Linked DNA regions of Mus musculus: regions 1, 2, 4, 5 and 6 are each linked to region 3. Evidence: chromatin contacts called from public ChIA-PET, HiChIP or PLAC-seq, Micro-C and promoter capture Hi-C data. All regions are on one chromosome and are shown on one strand. The core of a region is the stretch at or near the end of the contact, and the rest is flanking DNA. Distances in the headings are between cores, read along the strand shown.

Evidence for each region. A called contact is a pair of places that touch in the nucleus more often than the background predicts. ChIA-PET counts read pairs in DNA pulled down with a chosen protein or histone mark. HiChIP or PLAC-seq counts read pairs in DNA pulled down with a chosen protein or histone mark. Capture Hi-C pulls out chosen DNA fragments and counts their contacts.
Region 1: a promoter capture Hi-C map of adipose tissue shows a contact between it and region 3. The contact joins the promoter of Ift46 here to the promoter of Cbl in region 3. A contact is called at or near these places in 1 of 484 Hi-C or Micro-C datasets (embryonic stem cells), 4 of 115 datasets of contacts at active chromatin or transcription factors (bone marrow-derived macrophages, effector CD8 T cells, memory CD8 T cells and 1 more) and 2 of 9 other capture datasets (adipose tissue and pancreatic islet).
Region 2: a contact with region 3 is called in an HNF4G HiChIP or PLAC-seq map of pancreatic cancer cells. The contact joins the promoter of Kmt2a here to the promoter of Cbl in region 3. A contact is called at or near these places in 2 of 39 promoter capture datasets (both in liver), 1 of 484 Hi-C or Micro-C datasets (CD8 T cells), 1 of 115 datasets of contacts at active chromatin or transcription factors (pancreatic cancer cells) and 1 of 9 other capture datasets (liver).
Region 4: an RNA polymerase II ChIA-PET map of memory CD8 T cells shows a contact between it and region 3, with 15 read pairs. The contact joins the promoter of Jaml here to the promoter of Cbl in region 3. A contact is called at or near these places in 1 of 39 promoter capture datasets (liver) and 1 of 115 datasets of contacts at active chromatin or transcription factors (memory CD8 T cells).
Region 5: a contact with region 3 is called in a promoter capture Hi-C map of adipose tissue. The contact joins the promoter of Mpzl3 here to the promoter of Cbl in region 3.
Region 6: a contact with region 3 is called in a Micro-C map of embryonic stem cells, with 7 times the contacts expected there. The contact joins the promoter of Oaf here to the promoter of Cbl in region 3. A contact is called at or near these places in 1 of 39 promoter capture datasets (erythroid cells), 1 of 484 Hi-C or Micro-C datasets (embryonic stem cells) and 2 of 115 datasets of contacts at active chromatin or transcription factors (extraembryonic endoderm stem cells and microglia).

Annotation. Positions count from the first base shown.
Region 1 is chr9:44,771,325-44,774,858 of GRCm38.p6, reverse strand. It overlaps Ift46 (intraflagellar transport 46), which reads right to left and starts at 1,850. Exons shown (of 12, transcript NM_023831.3): 1 at 1,686-1,850; 2 at 1,075-1,171.
Region 2 is chr9:44,879,097-44,882,916 of GRCm38.p6, reverse strand. It overlaps Kmt2a (lysine (K)-specific methyltransferase 2A), which reads left to right and starts at 1,628. Exons shown (of 36, transcript NM_001357549.2): 1 at 1,628-2,068. The coding sequence starts at 1,643. Gm39326 (a long non-coding RNA gene) reads right to left here. Exons shown (of 4, transcript XR_870694.3): 2 at 214-3,425.
Region 3 is chr9:44,231,603-44,235,611 of GRCm38.p6, reverse strand. Cbl (Casitas B-lineage lymphoma) reads left to right here and starts at 1,566. Exons shown (of 16, transcript NM_007619.2): 1 at 1,566-1,912. The coding sequence starts at 1,724.
Region 4 is chr9:45,077,413-45,081,288 of GRCm38.p6, reverse strand. It overlaps Jaml (junction adhesion molecule like), which reads right to left and starts at 2,106. Exons shown (of 11, transcript NM_001005421.4): 1 at 1,993-2,106. It overlaps Mpzl3 (myelin protein zero-like 3), which reads right to left. Exons shown (of 6, transcript NM_001093749.3): 6 at 3,852-3,876.
Region 5 is chr9:45,052,912-45,056,658 of GRCm38.p6, reverse strand. Mpzl3 (myelin protein zero-like 3) reads right to left here and starts at 1,478. Exons shown (of 6, transcript NM_001093749.3): 1 at 1,341-1,478. The coding sequence starts at 1,416. It overlaps Mpzl2 (myelin protein zero-like 2), which reads right to left. Exons shown (of 6, transcript NM_007962.4): 6 at 2,616-3,747.
Region 6 is chr9:43,237,438-43,241,130 of GRCm38.p6, reverse strand. Oaf (out at first homolog) reads left to right here and starts at 1,315. Exons shown (of 4, transcript NM_178644.3): 1 at 1,315-1,824. The coding sequence starts at 1,558.

The DNA.
Region 1 (3,534 bases), core at 601-3,100, 540 kb before region 3:
TGCTAACATGGCACATAGCAAGCATTCAAACATGTTAGGTGAGCTGAGAATACTGGTGCACACCTTCACTCTCAGCAATGGGGAGGCAGAGGCAGGCACATCTCTGAGTTGGAGACCAGCCTTGTCTAGAATGAATTACAGGGCAGCCAGGACTATACAGAGAAACCCTGTCTCAAAAAAAGAAAAACAAAACAAAACCAAAAAAGGTTAGGTGAGGGCTGGGCGTGGTGGCGCACGCCATTAACCCCAGCACTTGGGAGGCAGAGGCAGGCGGATTTCTGAGTTCGAGACCAGCCTGGTCTACAAAGTGAGTTCCAGGACAGCCAGGGCTATGCAGAGGAACCCTGTCTCAAAAAAACAAAAAAAACAAAAAAAAAAAAAGAAAGAAAGAAAGAAAAAAAGGTTAGGTGAATAAATGAATGGCATCAAGTCTTCTGATAAAACTCTGTTTCGATTAAAGCTGGGATGGCAAGTTAAGGGCAAGTGATGAAGCATCTTAATGAATTGTTAGAAACAAAAGCACAGTGAGCCAGGCTGGAGAGATGGCTCAACGATTGAGAGCACTGGCTGATCTTCCAGAGGACCCAGGGTTCAGTTCCCAGCACCCACACTAGAGCAGCTCATTACCATGTGTAACTCCAGTTCAAGGAGATCTGACAACATCCTCTTCTGGTCTCTGAGGGCACCAGGCAGGCAGGTGGTTCACAGAAAAACATGCAAGCAAATAACATACATACACATAAACATTTCTAAAATAGTAATTTAAAAATTAAATTAAATTAAATTTAAATTAAATTAAATTAAAAAATTAAAAAAACCCAAAACACAGCGAACCTGTGCCAGAATCTACTAGCAGTAACAGCGAGTTAAAAATGACAGGGGATAAGTTTGCACTCAAAGATCCCAAAATCTGATGGACTGGTTTCTCCCTCAACTAGTGAGAAAGCAAAATCAGCGCCAAGTTAAAGCAGGAGGTCAACACTTGCTAAGAGCTTGCTGAATACAACCTGAATCCTATCTGCGCCACTTGTTTGAAAATCACCTCCCTTTTTTTTGTCTCTCATCTTCTCTTACCTTGCTGTCCTGGGGTTGGAGTGCTAATACTGGCAACCTCTTCCGAGTCGTTAATCTCTAGACGCTCATCGTATGTCTGGTTCTCAACAATTTTGGTCTAAGCAAAAGGAAATACGATTACATAGCTCCTATCATGGGATATACATCCAGCCTCGGTGCAGAGATGCATTCACCCCGATCCAAGCTTTCCCCCAAAGGAAAGTTTCCTGACCCAAGAGCATTATTTAGCTAGCATTGGCTGGGTGCCAAGAGAAGTGCAGTGGAAAACGGTATCCAACCCTTCCCAGCAGCAACCCAAAAGCTCTACATAAGATGCAGGCAGGGAAGCACAGCATGCACAGCCAGACTGCGGCCGGCCGTCCGTCTCAGGTTTGGTCAGTTTTCGCACAGCTGTTGAGGCTTCTGCCAGAGGTGGAGGGTATGGGGATGGGACAGGATGGTCCTGAGAGAAGGCAAATTCCAGCCTCGGCCCCATCCACTAATCCTCAGAGCATCACCTCTACTTCCGCCCGTTTTGAAGATAGGATCCCACCGGGTTCTCGGAGAGTCAAGGATCCAGGGCAGTTGGTGGGGCGCAGAGAGCAAAGAACGCTGGCGGGAGCACCAATTACCTGTAGCCCCTCTGGATCCGTTTCTTCTATTTGGAAAGAACCCCAGCCGAGGACTGGGGTCTCACTCTCAGGCCCAGCCACTTCAAGGATCCCTAAGTGCAACAAGCCGCCTGTTGTCAGTCGTTAGGGAAAAAGATAAATAAATCAAAACAAAGCGAGAGTCTGAAGGAACGATCGCGAGACGTGCCCCGCCACTGCGCCGCCACCCCGCCCCTCTGCTGCGGCCGGTGGTGGCGGAAGCAGAGACGCGGCGCTGGGATAGAGCGGCCCCGGGCACTAGGCGGTCTAGCAGCCCGCTTATCTATGGTTTCCGCAACTGAGTCGGTTGTGACATCTAGTGGCCAAAGGTGGAAGGCCAGGCTAGTGGATTTCTTTTCTCCAACTAGAAACTGTCATCTCAAAGACAAGGCTCATTTGGCCTACAGTCTCTCCTAGATAGGCCTAATCCACAGTTTAGACACTCTTCAAGGAAAAGTCCAAGCATGTTTAAAAGCCCTTTTATAGCATCTCTGTGGCGCGATAGCCCTTTTCCTCGCGATACCCTATGTCACAGGAGCATACTTTCTCTTCCTTCATCTGAGATTAGGATTTATCTGTGTCCTGTGTTTTTACTTGCTAAAGAAAACTATGAGTCAGGCAAGCTGGTGCATAACTGCTATCCTAGCGCTTTGGAGGTGGAGGTAGAAGGATTAGAAGTTCAAGATCAGACTCAGTAAGTAACTTGGTAAATTTGAGGCCAGCCTGGGCTATTGAGGTCCAGTTTCAAAATTGATAAAAAATAATAATAATAAAATAAAATAAAAAATAACACAGCTGGGCGTGGTGGTGAAAGAGTAGTAAACTCAGTGCTCCAAGGTATGCTAATCATAAAACAGATAGTGACATTCCTCCACCCACCCACTTCCTGAGTTCAAGGAGTATTCATTCAAAGAAAGTCACCCTGACCATTACCGGAAGCTGCAATGCAAATGTGCTATTGTTAGGGGCTCTTAGAAACTGTCTTGAGAGTTAACAATTACCAGGTATTCCTTGTGACACCTGTGACTTTGTACTTCCTTGTGACTCTTACCTGGTATTTTTGGTATTTTCCAACAACGCCCTTCCCACCTCCTTGAGTTGTGGTTTTTCTCCTTTAAATACCCCCTTACTCAGCTACTCGGGGCGCCACAGTCCTCTACCCCTGCGTGGTGTATGACCGTGGGCCCGAGAGCACTCTTGAATAAAAATCCTCTTGCAATTTGCAACAAGACCGTTTTCTCGTTGGTGATTTTGGGGTGTCGCCTCTCCTGAGTCAGAACGTGGGGGAGTCCTCATGTTGTGGGTCTTTCAGTGGCACATGCCTTTAATCCCAGCACTGAGGAGGGAAAGGCAGACGGATCTCTGAATTCTAGGCCAGTCTCATCTACAAAGCGAGTTCCAGGAAAGTCATGGTTATACACAAAGAAACCCTATCTGGAGGCCACACCACCCCCCAAAATAATAAAAGAAAAAAAGAAAAAAAAAAGAAAAGCACACTGTCTATTCTTGCAGAGGTCCTGAGTTCAATTCCCAGCACCCACATCGTCGCTCACAACCCTCTATGAGAGGGATTTGATGCCCTCTTCTGGCCTGCAGATGTACATGCAGCAGGGCACTAACCTATAGTGTTCAGACCTACAATCCCAACTCAGAAAAAGAAAAATGAGAGACTCATACGTGCTTCTTTAAAAAAGAAAATCGATACCTAAAAATTGTACAGAGTTATGGGGCATTTTGTGTTGTTTCTATACATGTGTACATTACAAAATATTCAAGTCCTAGCATTTCTAGATTCTCAACCTTTTAAAACAAACAACTTGGGGCTGGTGAG
Region 2 (3,820 bases), core at 379-2,878, 650 kb before region 3:
CCCCCCCCCCCCTCCCCATTTTCTCCTCAGGCACAGACGTCTCTCCGTAGGAAGGACGTAGATTTTTCAGCACCAGGAGGCCGTGGACCTCTGGAGGCGTGCAGTACACCCTCCAGTGGGCTGGAGCTGGTTGCTACCTGCCTTACTATGAACCACCCTGTCGTTCCCAAATCTGCCACCCGGGGAGGTCCTGGTTAGAGCAGCGCCGGGTACCGGTGCGGGAGACCTGGACGGCTGCATGACCTTCCTGCGAACTCCACCTCGGCTGGGGGTTGGGGGAGATGGAGGCTGCTCCGGGTCTGCAGGCAGTGTATCGATCCCTAAGCCTCAGCCAAGGCAAATTCTTCGGGCAGCAATCTCTCCCTCCCTCCTTGGCTTTTCCATCCCCGCAGGCTTCTAACGCCTCGCTGGAGGCGCCGTCTCCCATTTCCTGCAATAAAGTAAATCCCGTGGATATTCACCCCACCATCAACCCCCGGCACTGCCCTACCCCTCTTCCCTCCCTCTCGGCTTGCTAACCCTGTGTATCATAATGCCCTACGCCGGGCTTCAAACCCCCCCCCTCCCAATCATGAGAAATGTGCTGGCGAGCCCCCTCCCTCCGTGTGCATACATTAGGGTCTGCTTTGCATGCAGCGGCAGGCTGGAAGCGGAGGAAGAAGGGGCGGGGCGCCTTTGCCCGCCTCTTCCCTCCAGGCCCTGTCCGTTAGCCACCCAGTTTCAGCTCCGTTGTAACGCCAGGTCGTTTGCGGAGCGCACGCTGTGGCTCCAACGCCTGGACTGGGAAAACACACCCCAACTCCGGAGAAGGGCACGGAAACCAGAAGCCCCTCACCTCCCTCCAGCGCACAGTGGAGCGAGGAGGTGGCAGAGGCCGACCACACGGTTGTGTGGATTTTGGAAAGAGCTCCAAGCGTGAAGATGGGAGGGGCTCCTCTTTTATTGGATTTTATTTTTTTAAGGCGCGTTCGCCGAGAGCCTTGCCATTTTGCATAGAATCAATTGGGCGACGCTTGGGTTTTGCATGGAGTACAATGGAGCTTTCTGGATTCTAGAAGCGTTCCATAAGGGCTAAGCCCGCCGCTCTCCAAAGCGGCGGAGAAGGCTCGCTCCTCCGGGGACCCAGCAGCCGCGCCGCACTGGAAGCGGTTCTCCTGGGCCGCTCAAGTCCCTGCGCGTCCCGGGAACGTGTGTAATCGGCTTCTCGGCTCTCTCGGCTGCGGGCCACCCGCTCCCTCCGCCTCCATCCTCCCGCCGCCCTCGCCCCCTCCCCCCTCTCCCCGGAACCCGCCTCCGCTCCGGGCTCCAGGGCTTCCTTCCCCCCCTCATCTTCCCTGGCGCTGCCGCTCCCGGAGGGCGGGGCATGCACTTATCCAGGTTGCCGGGCGGGAGGAGCCGGGCCCGGGGCTCGGCATAGAGCAGCGGCCTCCGGGCGGCGGAGGCGGAGGCCAGAGGCTCATATGCAGATTGCAGGGCAGGCGGGCGCCACCCGGCGCTCGGCATAGCGGGCCGCGGGGTACGGCCATCTGGGCGGCGCCAGGCGGGTTAGGCAGGTTCCGGGGCCCGCCGCTCCCCCCCCTCCGCCTCCCCGCCCCCCTGTGTTGTCGCCTCTCCCTCTCGCTGCTTCACTTACGGGGCGAACATGGCGCACAGCTGTCGGTGGCGCTTCCCCGCCCGACCCGGGACCACCGGGGGCGGCGGCGGCGGGGGGCGCCGGGGCCTAGGGGGCGCCCCGCGGCAACGCGTCCCGGCCTTGCTGCTTCCCCCCGGGCCCCAGGCCGGCGGTGGCGGCCCCGGGGCGCCCCCCTCCCCCCCGGCGGTGGCGGCGGCGGCGGCGGGAAGCAGCGGGGCTGGGGTTCCAGGGGGAGCGGCCGCCGCCTCAGCAGCCTCTTCGTCGTCCGCCTCGTCTTCGTCTTCGTCATCGTCCTCAGCCTCCTCAGGGCCGGCCCTGCTCCGGGTGGGCCCGGGCTTCGACGCGGCGCTGCAGGTCTCGGCCGCCATCGGCACCAACCTGCGCCGGTTCCGGGCAGTGTTTGGGGAGAGCGGCGGGGGAGGCGGCAGCGGAGAGGTAAGGGGGCGAGGAACCCCAAGGTCCGGGGTCTCGACCCTCTGAAGAACCCCTCCCCTCCCCCATGCAGGTCTGAGGAGCATCCCAATTCTGGAAACATCCTGGGGTCCCTAACGTGGGGCAAATGGCCCTCCCATCTCAGGACCCCCGTTATGGGCTGCAGACCCCCAGGCGCCCTTACCCGAGGGCTCAGACCCTTCTAGTTGAGGGCCTTTAGCCCCCGTCCCGCCTTCTTCCCCTGGACCCTTCCCCAAATCCCTTGGCACAGACCCCCTTGCGGGGGTTTCCCATCCCGGGACTGAACCCCTCCTCCCTTTCACAGATTACCTCATCCGAGCCAGATTCCTCCCTCCCTCTGCCAGAGACCTGATCCCGCCACATCTCCGCCTCCTTCCCTGGGCAGATGTGTTACTCCTAGGGCAGTCTTCCCCCTTGGACATCTCTCGGGTGGTGGCTTCATCCAGAGCCAGGTTCTTATCCTGGCCCTTGGGAAATCCAGGTCCCTTCCTGCACCTTGCTTCTGAAAACCTGACCAACCCTCCCTCCCTCCCCAGCCAGGTCTTCACCTTGCCAGTCACTCCCCCTTGTCTCACCTCTACCACCAGCCCACTCCCACCTCCTGCACACCAGGCCTCCTCGTTCCGCCCTACCCCTCGGGGAAAGCTTTCTCTCTACCTTGTCGTTCTCATCTCTCCTGCGAAGATAACAGTGCTCTCCCCAGCGTTGTCTCTTTCCTCATCTTCCAGGGCTACGTTTCCTAGGCTGCTGGTGTCAGGGATTTACCTCCAACTCCACCCCTTTCCCTCCTTTAGAGGAAGGACCAGAGGTGTGTTCGAGGGAAAATGGTCCAGTGTTCCCCTAGGCTTGGAGCAGAGCTACTTTCTAGCATTCTCCTTGAGAGGAGCAGGGTTTCTCTCCAGCTCTTGAGAAAGGGGGCCCCGGTGAGGGGTGATGTTTGTGGGGGAACTAGGACTGCATCCTCCCAAGGGAAGCAGCTGCTCTCTTACCCCACCCACTGCGCCTGAGAGCTTGCAGCCTCTGGCCCTGGCTCCCTCCCGCCCTTCTCTTTTTCTCGTCATTTCATTATTGATCCACCTTTTCCTAGGCCAATCCTGGGTCTTGGAAGGGGGTGGAGGAAAGCCGGGTTGGAATGAGAGTAGATAAAAGGACAGTTTTGCCTTAGTGTGGTGGCGTTGGTTGTTGATGCTTTGGGTTGGGAGAAAGAGGAGGGTTATGAAGCCAAGTTAGTCTTTCTGCGATTCCTAGTGGGAGACTCAAGGTGGATGAGGTAAAGGCTGAGAACCGGGATGCTCCGATGAACGGAATTCAGCCTTTTTCAGCAAAAAGGAAAGTTGCCCTGGGAAGGGAAGTTGAGTTCAGGTTCAGTCAATGGCTATGCGCATTTGTTTTCCATTGGATGCAGAAAGGGCAGTTTGAATCGCAGGGGAAGGGGGGGGGGGGAATGTAATGGGGGATTCTAGGGGGAGGAAGAGCAGCTGCCAGGGGCTGAAGTGAAGGGGGGGTAGGGGTTTGCTGCTCTGGAGCTGTTGATTGAAACAGAAAGGGAAAGATAGCAACCAGCCGTTTCCTGCGTGCACTGCCGTTGGGGCACACAAAATATCCTGGGCAAACCCCTTGTGCCCCACTATGCCCCACACCCCTTTAGATTTAGCAAAGGCCTTGGACGGGGGTGGGGAATCCTAGGGACCCCTGCCTCTCCTTTCAAGGAGCTGGTCTTTTTTTTTTTTTTTT
Region 3 (4,009 bases), core at 317-2,816:
GTCTGTTCTACATAAAGAGTTCCAGGATAGCCAGGACTACATAGAGAGACCCTGTCTGAAAACAAAAACCCCAAGCTCAATACCACCAACAAAAACAAAACAAAGAAATAAAAGGCAGGCTATTGACATGAAATGATAATACAGGTTCAAAAAGGTCTTAAAGATGACTGACTTGCAGCCGGGCGTGGTGGCGCACACCTTTAATCCCAGCACTTGGGAGGCAGAGGCAGGTGGATTTCTGAGTTCGAGGCCAGCCTGGTCTACAGAGTGAGTTCCAGGTCAGCCAGGACTACACAGAGAAACCCTGTCTCGAAAAAAAAAAAAAAAAATGACTGATTTGCAACCCAAAGTTGTGGGACTGAATAATTCTGGTGTTCAGAGACTGTTTTCTTTCTTCAAGTACTGGACAAGTTCAACAACCTACCAGCCAAAGGCTTGGTGGCAGAACTGAGTACTTAATGTCACCAAATGGTTTTGGAGCTAAAAAAATATTAGCAAACCAAGGTTGGGTACTTTCTTCTTCTTTGGAAAAGAAGTTCCTATTTTCAAAGTACTTCTAGTGAAGTCTGAAGATTAGGGAAGTGAAGGTGTCCGGGAGCTGAATTTCTGTTCCCTCCATGCAAGTGGCTCACAGCCTCTGTGGGCGGGGCCTCGTGCCGCCAGCGCATTCCGCTGAGCAATAGAATATCTTTAAAGTACATATTCAGTTCCCAGAAAAGGAATTGCTCTTCAGAAAGAAAAAGATCAAAAGGAAGTTACTTGTTTTAAAAAGGTTAAAAAGTCTGGAAGAAGCGCGTGAGACGCGAGTGTCCTTAACCTTAAACCTTTATGTGACTTAGTCTGCAAAAAGCTGCAGCAACTGAATTCCCAACCTTTGAGGGTTATAAATACCAAGGCGATTTTTAATCCCTGCGCTCGGGAGGTAGAGGCATGTGAATCTCTGTGAGTTCAGAGCCACCCTGGTCTACACAGCGAGTTCCAAGGCAGCCAGGGCTACATGGTGAAACAAGATGGTGGAATAGGGATATAGCTCAAGGTGGGGTACTTGTCTAGGATGTGTGAGGTCGTAGGTTCAATTCCAATCACCACAAAAATAAAAACACTAAGGGGAAGAAAACGAACTTTGGCTTTCTTTTTCCATCTTTCCACAAGATGAGGCAGATAACTCGAAGCTCAATATCCACATTTAGAAGACTCCTTCCATCCCTACCCGTCTTAATCCGAGCACAGCCATGACTCAACTCCCGGAGGCAACAAGCCCAGGCCACAACGAACATGGACGGCCAGGCTTCTCTTCTGCCTAGTGCGCAGGTTCTACCTTGGACCCCACCTCTTTCCTTCCATTCCTCTCTTCTCCAGCAGAGGGCGCAGGCACTGAGTTTTCTTTGGGCTCCGCCCCGCCCGTCCCAGTGGGTCAGGGCGGGAGCAGTGGGCGCGGAAACTTGGTCGAGGCTTTCCGGGAGCCGCGGGGCACGCGGGTGCACGCGAGCTCGTGCGCGCGTTGGGGGTCGCCGCGGCGTGCCGTGCTTGCCCGTCTCCGGCGCGCGCCCCCGCGTTGCGCCGGCCGCGCTCGCGCCCGCGCAGGGGCGCGCCTCAGGGCGGGCGCCTCCCTCTCACTCCCTGGGCTGCGAGCGCCGGCGGTGGTTGCCGGAGAGGCCCCTCCTTCTCGCCCGGCTCCATTCCCTCGCTCGCGGCCGAGCGGGCTCCCGACCCTCCGCTGGCCATGGCCGGCAACGTGAAGAAGAGCTCGGGCGCCGGCGGCGGCGGCTCTGGGGGCTCGGGAGCGGGCGGCCTGATCGGGCTCATGAAGGACGCCTTCCAGCCGCACCACCACCACCACCACCTCAGCCCGCACCCTCCCTGCACGGTGGACAAGAAGATGGTGGAGAAGTGCTGGAAGCTCATGGACAAGGTGAGCGGCCTGCGGGCGCGCGCGGCGCCGGGTGGGCGTGGGCGGTGGGGCGCCAGGGAGGGCTGCCGTTGGCAGTTGGGAACGTTGAGGTGTGGGGGAGCCAGACAAAGATGGGGTGGGGGCTGGGGGAGGGCTGGTCACCGCGCCACCCGGGCGGAAGTGCGATGGGGGTGCGGAGCTTGGGGATGTGGGTCGTCGAGTGAGCCCCGGGAGGTGGGCCTGGGGTGCTGGGGGTGGGATGTGTGTTGGATCTGCCGGCTACGGCTCCGGGTTTGGAAGAGGAGTCGCCCTGGGTGAGGGACTTGGGTTCAGGAGGCGGCCCGGCTGACTGCGGTCAGGGTGAGCTTATAGTTTTTTCTCATTAAGATGTAGCACACAGATCAAAGAAAAAGAGGTGGGTTTAAATGGGGGCAGGGAAGGAAGGAACTTCCCTTCTCCGCTAAGGATGGCTTAAGTTTTTGTCTTGCAAAGTGTTGGATGTAATCCATCGCTGCTGCTGAGATAGGCACTGGTTAAACCACAAGTTCTGGTTAGAACCATTATCTTTCGAAAGGTGGACTGACTGAGCGTGCTGAATTAATAGTCTGACTTCTACAGAACTTCCTGCTTGCTCTCGGTGCTTTTCGCTGGGCTGTAGTGTTTGATTTTTGTAACGGGCCTACCTGCTTATTATTTAAGACCCCTTTGATAGCCATTATAAAATCAGGTGCGGGGGTGGGGTTGCCTATGGTTAGCCCTTTAAGTCTGTCAATCAGGAGAATCTTACTTCCTTACAGTTGAGCCTGTATAATGTAGTCTTGTAGTTGGCCCCAGTACTTAAACGTGAATACACAATCTTGTCTTAACATTTTGTTGGAAGTCAGTGCTCTGTTTCCTTAACTCTTACCACAGTTATTATTTTTTTCAACATTCCTACTGCAGATAAATGTGATTAGGAGGCCCCGGCATGTAAGTGAATGGTGTTATTTCCTCCGGAGTAAATTTGGTTTTCTTTGGTTCCTCTCTGGGCCTAGGTTCCTCTTCTGTAAAGTTCTCTATGGGTTGTTTTGGACTAGAAACAGCCAATAAAATGATTATGAAGCACTTGGCCAATGTAACTGCTATATAAATGCTTAATAAGTCTTGTGTGAGAATTAACACTCTTGCACTCCATACCAGGTTTCAGAGCCACTTTTCCAGGGCTGACCCCCCCCCCCCTACATTAAGTAATTTGAATTGTGGCAGCCCCCCTCCCTGGTCCCAGTTGATATTGCAATTAATGGCATAAGTATGCTGATTATTTTGGTGTTGTGGAACTGACTTTATTGAAAAGATATGCTGATACCTTGTTTTTCTTTTTAAAATATTTGACTACTTTGGATATTTTGTGTGCATGTATGATTGTATCACATGCATGCAGTCAGATGTTGGGTTCCCTGGAACTGGAGTTATGGGTGCTTTCGAGCCAGATGCTGGGAATTGAACCTGTGTCTTCTGCATGAACAACAAATGCTCTTAACCACTGCACAGTCTCTCCAGGCCCAGTATAACCAAGACTGTCTGGAGATGGCAGGGAATGTAACCATTTTGTTTGTTTGTTTTCTTACTCACATCCCTCACACTTCTCCTGGTCACCCTTCTCCTGGTCACCCCTTTTCCCCAATCCCCCTCCCCTTCATTTCTGAGCAGGTGGGTGTCCCCCTGGGTATCCCCTTGACTCTGTCACTTGAAGTCTCTGTAATCTCTCCCACTGAGGCCAGACAAGGTGCTATGGAGCCTGGGGTGGCTGCCTCCTGTGGCCCAGCAGAAGCCCTGGTGGAGTGATTAGGACACCAACCCACCCACAGAACTTTTGACTCAACATTCATCCATGTTAGTTTCTCAAGACAAGCTTTCACTATGCATCTTCAGGCCAGTCTGGAACTCACAGCAGTCCTGCCTCAGCCTGTCAAGTGTTGCCTAAATCCATGTGTTGACATCTTTACAAAAATATTGAATGTCTTTACAGTTTGAAGTTTGTAGGTTAACATTTTGGGAGATTAACTGTTGGGGACTCCTGGTAGAGAAAAATAGTTTCATTTCTAGCTAGTTTCCCATATAGGATGTCTGAGTGGGTTC
Region 4 (3,876 bases), core at 857-3,356, 850 kb before region 3:
TTAATATGCTCTCCCTGATTGAGTGTTCTTCCAAACCTCTGTGCATACCTTCACGCCCTGAATTCCTGTTGGCTCCTCTTTCGGATGTCAAGTTAAATGTCATTTCAGAGAAACCTCTTCTTATCCCTCCATCCTAGGACAGGCCACCTAGCCACACGCCTTCACCGTGCTACTTATCTTTCTTTCTAGTATCTGCCACAGCTTGTAATCATCTACTTGCTGGGGTGCCCATCTGATTAAATATTTGCTCTTCCTCTCACTCTCCAAGATGATAAGCTCCAAGAGGCTAAAAATGTGCTTATGTATCACTACAGCTCAGGTGCTAGCATAGTGTTGGAGTCGGGGGGCCAGGAAATCCTCAGTTTACAGATTCTCAAAAAAGCTCATGACACCTTGAGAATTTACCAAGAAGCCTCTAGTTAAGTTTCAATTTCCTGAGTTGGTGGCAAATATTCAGAATTTGTGTGTATACACACACACACACACACACACACACACACACACACACACACACACACTCATACATCATTTAGTAAGGGGGAATATTGTCATCAGGAAATTCCATTCTGTGACCATCCCAGAGTACACCTACGCAAACTAAGGTTAAGATGCTGCTAGGTTATATAATCGTATAGGACTCCTGTCTGTGCATTGTCAACTAAAATGTTACTTAGCACATGACTACACACACACACACACACACACACACACACACACACACACACACACACGTATATTTTAAAACATATGATTCTCCAAAATTCTGAATTCTAAACACACACAAATGAAATCTTGGCTTTTAAAATCCCAGCAGACGTACTCAGAGTCGCCTTGCCTGTTAAGCTATCCTCCCTACCCTGCTCCCTTTCTGGGTACTGACTTAGCTCAGCAGACAACCTTCAGGTGATACCACACAGTCAGTCATTTCCCTTGCTGGCAGAGCATCTGACCCAAGCTCAAGGCTCCTCCACAGTGACTCCTGGCAAAAATCTCCTATCAGTCCTAGGGTGTGTGCAACCACCAGGAACTCTTTCCTACAATTAACAATGAATAGAAACTTTCCCCCTGGGTATAATTATGGCAGTGGAGGGAAGCTTCCGAAAAGAGACTTGTAACAATGAGAATGCCACACAGAATATGAAAATGGCCCTCAGATATGACAATATTGCAAGACAATGGGAGAGCGGGGACTGTCTCCTAGCCATTTGCCCCGGTAATAACCAAGACCATAAAATCAGACAACTGTGTGACATTCTTAAGCACGCCCCTCTCCGCTGCCATGCTAAGTCCCCTGCTCGTTCCTGTGCACTTTTGGGCTCTCAGAAATTTGTAAGTTCACAAGTCCTCATAGCCACCCTGCGTGATACAAACCTCTTGAAATATGCCCTTGACTTTCCCTCTAAGACCAAGTAATACAGATTGGGTGGAGGGGTGCTTCGTGGCTTCTGAAACACAACCTAGGTTACATGTACTCAGATGGGACCTTGGGAACATCCCTCCCTGTTCCCTCCAGCCCAGCATGCATCTAGTCACCATCCGGCCTGCATCTGCCTTTCTGGAGGCTATGTCAGGGTGTGATGAGTAAAGACAATAAATAGTCCGAGTCTCTTGGGAAACTGCCTTGGTGACGTATCCAGATCAGGGAGAAAACAGTGAGGTAGGAGTCCTGCCATGAGCTCAAAAGCAGTCACGATTCTGTCTCAAGCCATCGGCAACAGGAAAGCTAGACCTTCTAAACAACCCCGTCCGTGCTTACCACAAGCAAGGCTTACTTCTTTCTCTGAGAACCTTCACACAAAGTACACTACAGACACTAAAGCTGCACCTACTGGTCTACCTCACAGCAGCCCACCTGCAGAGACCGGGAATTCCATGCACGGCCTCCTCATCCTACAGCAATGCCCATCTCACCACCCTTCCTTTGAATGACAACTGGCCATCTCCTCAGAACAGCTCAAAGAACGGCTCACAGCACACAAAGTCACTGCTTACCCAAGATGACAGTGCCCAGGAAGAACAGTCCACCGCGATCTCCTGCCACAGCATCGCCCACACCAACTGAGAGACTTCTGCCAGCACAGGAGATCAGGCTCAAAGCAACACAGATGTGCATGCCTTCTGTGGTGGCTGCGGAAACAGAAACAGGAACCTCCCAATCAAGGCTCTCCATTCAATCATCTAGGTCACTGCTCAATTTGCATTTATATTTCCATTACTTTTAAATTATGGGTTTTTTTTTCAATTTTACAAATGGTATTCAATGTATTGTGATGGTCATATTCACCCTCATCACCCTCTCTTATTCCCAGTTCATCCCTGCTGATCCTCTTCCCAGCTAGTCCTATGCTTGCTTGTGTGTGTGTGTGTGTGTGTGTGTGTGGTGTCTGTGCATAGAGGGTGCACTGTGCACCTATGTGTGCCTGTGTATATGCATGCATGCATGTATACATGTGTGTGCCTGTGTGTACAGTGTGTGGGCATGCTACTGTGTGGTGTATGTACATGCATGTGCGCTGATGTGTGTATGTGGGGGTGATGCCTGTGTACATGTGTACATCTTTGCCTATGTGTGTGCCTGTGTGTGGTATGTATGTGAGCTTGAGTGTGCCTATGTGCCTGCAGTGTGTGTGTGTGTCCCAGTGTGTGTCTATGTGCATTGTTCATTTGTGTGTGTGTGTGTCCATGTGTGCCTGTGTATGTGCATATATAAGTCTTCTGCAGGTAGCCACAGCTGCTGTGTGGACATGATTACCAGGGCCATGTCCTATCCAGAAGCACGGCATCCCTGTCTTCTGGCTTTGACATTCTGCCTCCTCTTCTGCGATGTCCTGGAACCGTGGAGGGGTTGACACAGTTGTCCTACTTGCAGTATGTATAGTTTTTTTCTAGAAGGAAAGACTTGCAGCTCACTCAGGTGAGCCTCATATCTCAGGTCCCTGCAGATGTCACCTCCCTTCTGGATTACAAACTCTGCAAGCAAGATCTCAAATCAGCCAGGCCTAGTGGTGTATGCTGGACATCTCAGCACCCAGAAGGCTCAGGCAGGAGGAGCCAGCCTGGACTACACTGTGAACCCCTTATATCTAAACAACAACAAAACAACAACAAAAATCTTGACTGGCAAGAGGCATTTGCTGAGAAATCAGCTTTATGTAAATAAAGCACAATTACTTGGAGAATAGAAAACTTGAGGCTGTGTTTCGGACACAGAAGTTTCACTTCTTCTTCTCTTACTGTACAGATGCAGCCTGGCTGATTGATCACCTTTAGCTGCTTCCAGAGATTCCCCTGGCCAGTGCTCCGCCCACCATGTTGCTGTATAGGTTTCCTCCGACTGTGAGGGTTGCCATCATACAGAGAGCAAGCTGTTCTCCTAGCAGACCCTTTGAGTGGCTTGGCCATCTTGGGGAACAACTCAGGCCATCCTGAATGCCAGATCCTTCTCTTTTTCAATCATCCCTTCAGACTAAGCGTTCTTATACATACACATCCATCCCTTGTTCTATGGATTGACCCAGTAGAACAAAGCCTGGGTAATGCTCATCTTTTGAAATTTGTCCTGTCCTGGAAACTGTTGAATGTTTTCTGGCCCCAAGGACTATGCTGCACGGGCCCTGTATAAATATTCCCAGTGCGGTGTATTTCATGCCCACCAGTTTGCCACTGGGTTCACAAAATTTCTAGAAATGCACTCATCAGCTTCTGCTATGTGAGCTGGTTCCAGCACACCACTGGATCTATGCAGGATCTTGCTGGTGGTGCAGCTCAGACAGTTTTCTCAATGCTGAAAACCACAACAATCCCCTGCACAAGGTACTTCTCATTTTAACATAGTTAGACACGAAAAGGGTAGCCACAAGGTGCAAAGAAGTTTAT
Region 5 (3,747 bases), core at 229-2,728, 820 kb before region 3:
CAAGCCCCTTTACCTACTGATCTCACCAGCCCTCCAGAGTTAATTTGAACCATTTGTTTTGCTAGATTTGACACCTGCTCGTATATGTGAAATGACACTAGATCTACAAAAAGACACAATTTCTAGGATCTTTTTTTTTTTTTCTCATTGGGACAATATGTGGACATTTCTCCCTCCACAGCCCTGCTGTGTGTGTGTGTATGTATGCATATATATATATATATATGAGTTTATATGAGGTGACAGTAGGCCTGGCTCTGTTGTAAAAAGAACTCAGAGGGAAAACTGGACATTTATGATGACATAGGTAGCTGGGAGGGATCAGGGAGTGTGCTGGCAACATGCAGATTAGTCACCAGATAAACAAAAACCTCCTCATCTTACCTGATGAGACTCAGCCACCTAATACTTACACAATATTAAAGACCCCTTTCAGAAATGTCCATTATTTTCAGAGAAATGCTACAATACAACAATTCATTCTAATGCTAGCTATACCAGTATTCCATTTCTTAGGAAGACACACACACACACACACACACACTAATCAAGAGAATATTCGCATTTCAAAATGAAGCTAATTAGTTTGGATTGAAATTTAGAAATTGGAATAGCATGAAAGTAAAATTATCCAAACCTTACAATAGTGTCATTATGGCAACACTGTACTGACAATAGTTAAAAGATTCAAGTTTCAGAAGAATGGCTATGACTTTTCTTATACTTCAGAATGTTTAGAAAGTCCTAAGGTGCCTTTTCTTCAGCAATATGCCTGCTATAAGAAAAATCACACTATAACTCTTGTCTAAAATGTTTTATTTAAAAGCCCCTGAAATAAAATCACTAAGTCATGATTTTCCTTTTTTCCTCTTCTTCTTCTTTCTTCCTTTCTTTTCTTTTTTTTTTTTTTTTTCCTTTTTTTCCCTAGCCCTGATTGTGTCTCTCAAAATAACTGGAACACGAATTGCCCGGTTTCCGACCAGGGTGTAACAGCAACTCAGAACCCTGGCAGACAAGCACAGAGAATCTCACAAGAGCAGTGAGTGTCCGCCAAGCCTGTGCTCGCTGTGGTTTCGTCAAGGCATCATCAAGGCGGTGTCAAGTCTCACAAGGTGGTCGGGCTCTGAGAGCTGAGGGGAACCAACTCTCCGCAGTGGGAGGTGCTAGCCGGGAAAGAAAACCATCCCACACCCCCTCCTTCCCTTCCTTCCTTCCTTCCTTCGCAGAAGCCGAGCGGGGGCTTTTCTGAGACCCCCCAACCCGGAACCGGAAAAGCGACCATCTTTCCTGACCCCCCCGCCCCCTGCCGGAAGTGGAGTCCAGCCAGCTGGCGCACTCACCCTGGACGACTAGGATGCTCAGCAGTGGAAAGAGAGCGCAGCCACGGCCTCCTACTGTTCCTCTTGCCAGCTGCATCCCGACAGCTCTTCCGATACTTACACACCCTCTTTACGCCTCCCGGGGACCATGCAGGTGGTGCCGGAAGTGACGTCATGTCGGGAGTCACCTTTGAAAGAGCCGTCCCGGACCCAACCTCAATCAGGGACAAGGATTGTTACTAGAATCGTACCCGGTTACCCTCATCAGCGGTTCTTTGACTCTCAGGAGGATCTGATTGCGCTCTTCTGCTTCAGATTGGCTACAGACTGAAAAAACAGTTCTATTTTTATGGAATTCCAGGGAACCAGGCTCGATCCTCCGACTGTAATCCAGAAGTTATCTCTCTAGAATATCTAAGTTGAACCCTCACAAAAGATTCTCATACATTTGAAGTTCAGGAAAACGTAGGCGACCATCCAAGATCAGAATAAATATATCTTTTTTGGGTCCTTTGGTAAATACGTGCAAGCGTCGTCATTTGTGTACCTTTTAATGTAGCCATTACATCATTCAGAATTGGATGTTTATTAAATTACTGCAGTGACAGTGATGATGAAATCATTACAGTGTGTATTAAAGGAGAGGAGGAACTTGGGTTTGTGTATCTTTGCATTTTAAAAGTAAGGATATCATTATCACGGTACTTGACGTGGAATGAGACAGTCTAACATGCTCTGAAAGAAAGGGTGGAAAGGACCCCGCTTTACTGGTGTAATCACTCAATTCTCCTGGACCCGCCATGGTTAATGAAAGTAAAAGGGAATAAAAAGCCTCAGCTTTTGGAAATATTTCATAGCTGACATTTTCCATTGGCATACTTTACTAGACTTGGAAGCCGGTAGTTTTTTCTATGAGAAGAATCAAGAGTAGAAAAACAAATATCCTTGTTTCTAAAGTTCCCAAACTAAGTCAGGTAGGATGGCAAAAGCCTGTAAATCCAAGATCTGCAAGACTGGGGCAGAAGAACTAAGGACAACCTGGACTTCAGTCGTAAGACTCAGATTAGGGTTAGGTCCAAGAAATGAGTCTTCCAAATGTGTGCTATCATTTTGCCCATTTCCCAGTCCTCCAAAGCAATATGTGAAGCCTATAGAAATATAAAACTACTAGAAATTAATTTCATCAATTAATGATTGCTCTGCGTGTCTAACTCTACTATCTACCAAGAAAACTTGAGCAAAGTTAAACATCTTCCCTTGTTTTCCATTAACTGCTGTTGTGAATTTTGCAGATTTGTTTGTAAGCAAATAATAAAAATCATAGTTCTTTATTACTAAGGGTTTATTTACACAGTGATTCATGCATAATAAAAAATAAGTTACAGTACAAAAGTACTCTTAGGAAGGAGACACTGAACAAGAACCTGATATCCCATGAGTATTCAAACAAGACACAAGCTGCAAGTTCCCTGGAGACATTCTCTGTGAGTTTTTAACTACTTCATTACAAATATGAAATATACACAGGCCATCTGTTTAAAGAAATATCCAGTTGTTATATTCACAAGAGAAAATATAGCTCTAACTTGTAGCTTCAAAACTAGGTATCAAAATTTTAGACCAGGGTATGGTGGAACATGCCCTTATTCCTAGCACTAGGGAGGCAGAGGCAGTAGGATCTCTGAGTTCAAGGACAGCCTGGTCTACAGAGCAAGTTCTAGGATAGACAGAACTATATAGTAGTGAGACCCTGTCTTAATTTTTAAGGGGGGGGGAGGGAGAGAAATAAAAACAAAACCTTTTTTAGGCATTTTAAAAAGTGGAACAAGATGTATAGAATGAATTTCAAGACCAAAATTTATATTTAAATTATGCCAATTTGTTTGTAAAGACTGGGTAAAATTACAAGATCCAATATGTAGAAATAGAATCTTTTGGAAATTCCAGTTTGTTAAAAAGAAATAGTCTGTGTGGCCCAGTCAGTGAAGACTAAACCATCACATCGCAAAGATTCACCCTGGACCTGAACTTTTAGATGGTCTCTGTTCTCCAAACAATGCTAGTGTGCACAGACCATGTAACCAGACACAAAGAAGAAAGCCATCCCTCTTCTTTCCATAGGCCACTTGAAAAGTTTGCTTTATACTCAAATAAAGGGAAAAATAAAATTGGTTATTTCCATTTAGGTAGTCTTTGGCCCATGGCAAATTCTCCTTAAAGTAAGGTGAATTAAAACCAAAAGTATTTTAAATAATCTCTTCCAGTTCTCACACATAAGACTGAAAAAAAAAATGGTCATTTGCTTTGAGTTGGCCTTCTTCACAAGTCTATTTTCTTTTAAAGTTATCGTGTATCACGAAGTCTTCTAATAAATTGCTTAAGGGCTCCAGTCTGCAAATGAAGAGAATGTTGAGCTGGGGGTAAAAGG
Region 6 (3,693 bases), core at 66-2,565, 990 kb after region 3:
TCTCCCATACCCTCCCACCCACCCACCCACCCCCACTTTTTGGCCCTGGCATTCCCCTGTACTGGGACATATGAAGTTTGCAAGTCCGATGGGCCTCTCTTTCCAGTGATGGCCGACTAGGCCATCTTTTGATACATATGCAGCTAGAGTCAAGAGCTCCGGGGGTACTGGTTAGTTGATAATGTTGTTCCACCTATAGGGTTGCAGATCCCTTCAGCTCCTTGGGTACTTTCTCTAGCTGATGGAGGACATCTTAAGTCCCCTTCAGTCCTATATGTGTTCCAAAGGACGGGCTCATGCTAGTTGGGGGTGGATCATGTGCTAGAGATCCCCTAGGAAGGAAAGATGAAGGGGGTGGAGTGGGGAGGCACAGTTTCAACCATCTGTCATCAAGACCCTAGAGACCACAGGGCACCTGGAACAAACAGAAGTGGCAATGGACAGGAGAAACAATGGTCCTGGCCATGCCCAGGGGGCCTTATCTCCAGGGACGCCCAACCCTCTGTGTTCACTAGCAGACAGTTAGGCTCAAACAATTTTCAAAGTATGCTTGTGTGTCACCAACCAGAGGGGAATCCTGCTCCCCAAGTCTTCACTCAGCTTATTGGAGTCTCTGGCACAGCAGGAGTGTCTTTTTGTGGCCCTTGATTGGTGCTTCCGTTATCGGAAAGAGCAGAGGCCCTGAGCGGTGGGCTGGGCTGGAGAAAGGCTGACTGAACACAGGAGAGAAAACTGAATAACGGCTCATAAAGTGTTAAGCTCCTTGATGGCCGCATCCAGATTGGCCGCCTCACTTACAAAAACAGCTCACACCTGATGGATGCACAGATGGCCCTCAACCCCTAATTGCACTCCCCGACCTAGGAAAAGACCAGAATGCTAGGTGAGGCCTGATTTTTTCCCCCAGCCGCTTTTGAGAAATTCGCTGTGTCAGAGAAACTAAAAGACTAAGCAAAACCTCTGAAAACCCAAGCCCGATTATTTCATCCACGTGGCACCAGAACAAGCCAGAGGGGTGTAGGGGGCGGGGGAGTCACCCGTCCCGCCCTTAATGGGAGGAAGGGATTTGCCCGGAGCGCAAACTCTGGACAAGGCCCGGCCGGTGACGGGGCGCGGCGGGAGGGAGGGATCCAGAGAAAGCCAGCCTAGACCACAAAGCGGCTGAGCCCCGTGGTCCCCAATCCCCGCCCCTCTCTGGGCCACTGCGGTCCCTTTAAGGGCCAAGAGGTGCGCGGTCTCTTTAAGGCAGGTCCTGGTGGTTTCTGTTTTCTGAAGGAAGTGACGGGGGGTGGGATTGAATGAAAAGTGCTGAACGGAGTCCGGAGCTCAGGAATCGGGGCGGCTAGGGGACACGCACGGGGGGCGCCGTCCGGGACTCGGGGTGCGTGGCTGTACGCGGCCCACGTGAATTCGCTGCACGTCGTGGGGAACCTCCGGGTTGAGTCTCCCCTCTAGAAGTAGGGGACTGCCGGGAATCCCCGAACCGGACCCCCAACTTCGAGCAAACTTTGTAGGCGCGTCTCCCCTCCCCCACGCGGCGCGCCGGGGGCCCCGGGGATGCGGCCCCCTGGCTGCCGCGACGTCCCCTCGGCGCGCCCCGCGCTGCCGCTGCTGCTGCTGCTGCTGTCGCCGCTGCTGCTTGGGGCGCTGCACGGCGTGGGCGCGGGCAGCGGCGCTCCGGCCGAGCTGCGGGTCCGAGTGAGACTGCCCGACAGCCAGGTGATCGAGGAGAGTCTACAGGCGGACAGCGACGCGGACAGCATCAGCCTTGATCTGCGCAAACCCGACGGCACTCTCATCTCCTTCATCGCGGATTTCAAGAAGGTGAGGTACCATCAAGAGTCCTGTCCCACCCACCACGGAGGGCGGGCAAGCTGTCGGGCGTCCCAGGAACCCTCAAGCCCGCAGAAGAGAAACGCAGTGCCGAAAGGGGAACGTGACATGCCCAAGGTCACCTCTCTAACTCGCTGCCCACTCTCTGGCACCCAGATCCCGGTCTTTATTCTCTTTCGTGAACCCCTCTAGCTTTTTTGTTGCTTGGCTCTGAGTAACCAAGGCCCTTCTCACGCACTGACCGGCTTCAAAGCCCGCTCCCTCCTCAGCACTCCAAGCTGACACTCCGACAAAAGTTCTTGTTAACAAGGCCTCCTTTCTTGCCACTGCCTCTGTGACTAAAGGGGAAATCCACAGGTGGCAAGAGGACCTTGGGCTCTCCCTGTTGTGTTGGTGTGAAGTTAGTTTCCCTTACTCCGCTGTTCTTTGGCAAGGAAGCGGTTTCAAGACCTCCAGCCTGGAGCACCATTCCGGGATCGCTTTCCCTGCAGAGCTGTCTGCCCTTGGTCCCTCCCAAGTCTGGTAGCAGCTCTCCTCTGTAACCTGAAGGGCTGAACTACTTGGGAGCCAGAGGACCTAGGCAGAGTTGGGGGAAGGGAGGAGAGAAAAGGGGAGGTTCCCCTCAGTTGGAAAGGGTGGTCGGTGTCTCCGCCCATGCCTGACAGGGGCTGGTGAAGTCCACAGTTTAGCTGCCCCCCTCCCGTCCCGTCTCTCTCTCTCTCTCTCTCTCTCTCTCTCTCTCTGTCTCTGTCTCTGTCTCTGTCTCTGTGTGGGTGTGGTGGTATGGAGAGAAGAAGAGATGTTAGAGTTATCCAGAAATGGAACTCCAGGGTGCTGAGTGACGGTGACCCAACAACAGAAATCTCTGAAAGAAAAGACAGTGAAATGCCACCCCAGTCATCCCAGGAGCCTAAGACAGGAGGAACACAAGTTCAAGGCTATACAGAGCTACAGAGTGAGACCTTATCTCATGGTTGGGGGGAGGAGAGTCTTCTAATCATCCACTCTCAGCTCTTCCCCCTAAAAGGAGGCATTGCACCCCTCTGTCTTTGGGAGAGGAACAGAAGTGACGAATATCCAGGACTAAATAGCCATCCCTCCTCTTCCCTCCTCTCCTCTCCCCTCCCCTCCATTCCAAAACTGAGAGTTATTTGGAGACCTTGGAGGGAGAGGGGGCAGAATTTGGGCAGCCAGCTAGGGATCCTGTGAGACTGTCATGAGCATCAGAGGTACCAGGGAGATCCAGTGTTGGGTAGAGTAGAGGTGAGCCTGGACTGATGTTCTAGCCCAGGCCCAGGGAGTCATCCTGACCAAGGACTTAGCAGAATGGTAGCCCGTGCTTGCCACACAGGCCCAAACTGGGTTCTTACATGCAAATAGGGCCAATGAGCCAGTGTGTGGAGAAGGGGAAACTGGTCACTCAGCACATCCAGCCAAACTTTAGGGACATTTTATGTATGGTGTTCTGGACAGAGTCAATCAGGAGTGGGTATCTAATCTCCCCTCTAAGCCTCTGACCTAAAAGCCAGTCACAGAATGTGCCGTTAGTGTCCCACCCACCTGCCCAGTAGCCCTGTGTTGTGATCACCCTGGAACCTTAAAAAAAGATTTATCCATCCCTAGGCTCGAAGTCTGATAGCCAAGCTGGGTGGGGCATGAAAGGCTAGGAGTGGAGCAGAGCTTTTCTAGCCTCTGGCTACAAAGGGTTGTGATTGCTCTGCTCTGAAAGGCGACCAGGAAAGAATGCACCAGAGGAAAGCACCAGAGCCTGCGATGGGGTGGTGGCCTGCCATGGAGGTGGGAGACTAGGGATTGGACTGAGTATGGGGAGGGGGACATCTGGTTGCTCAGATGGAGGGG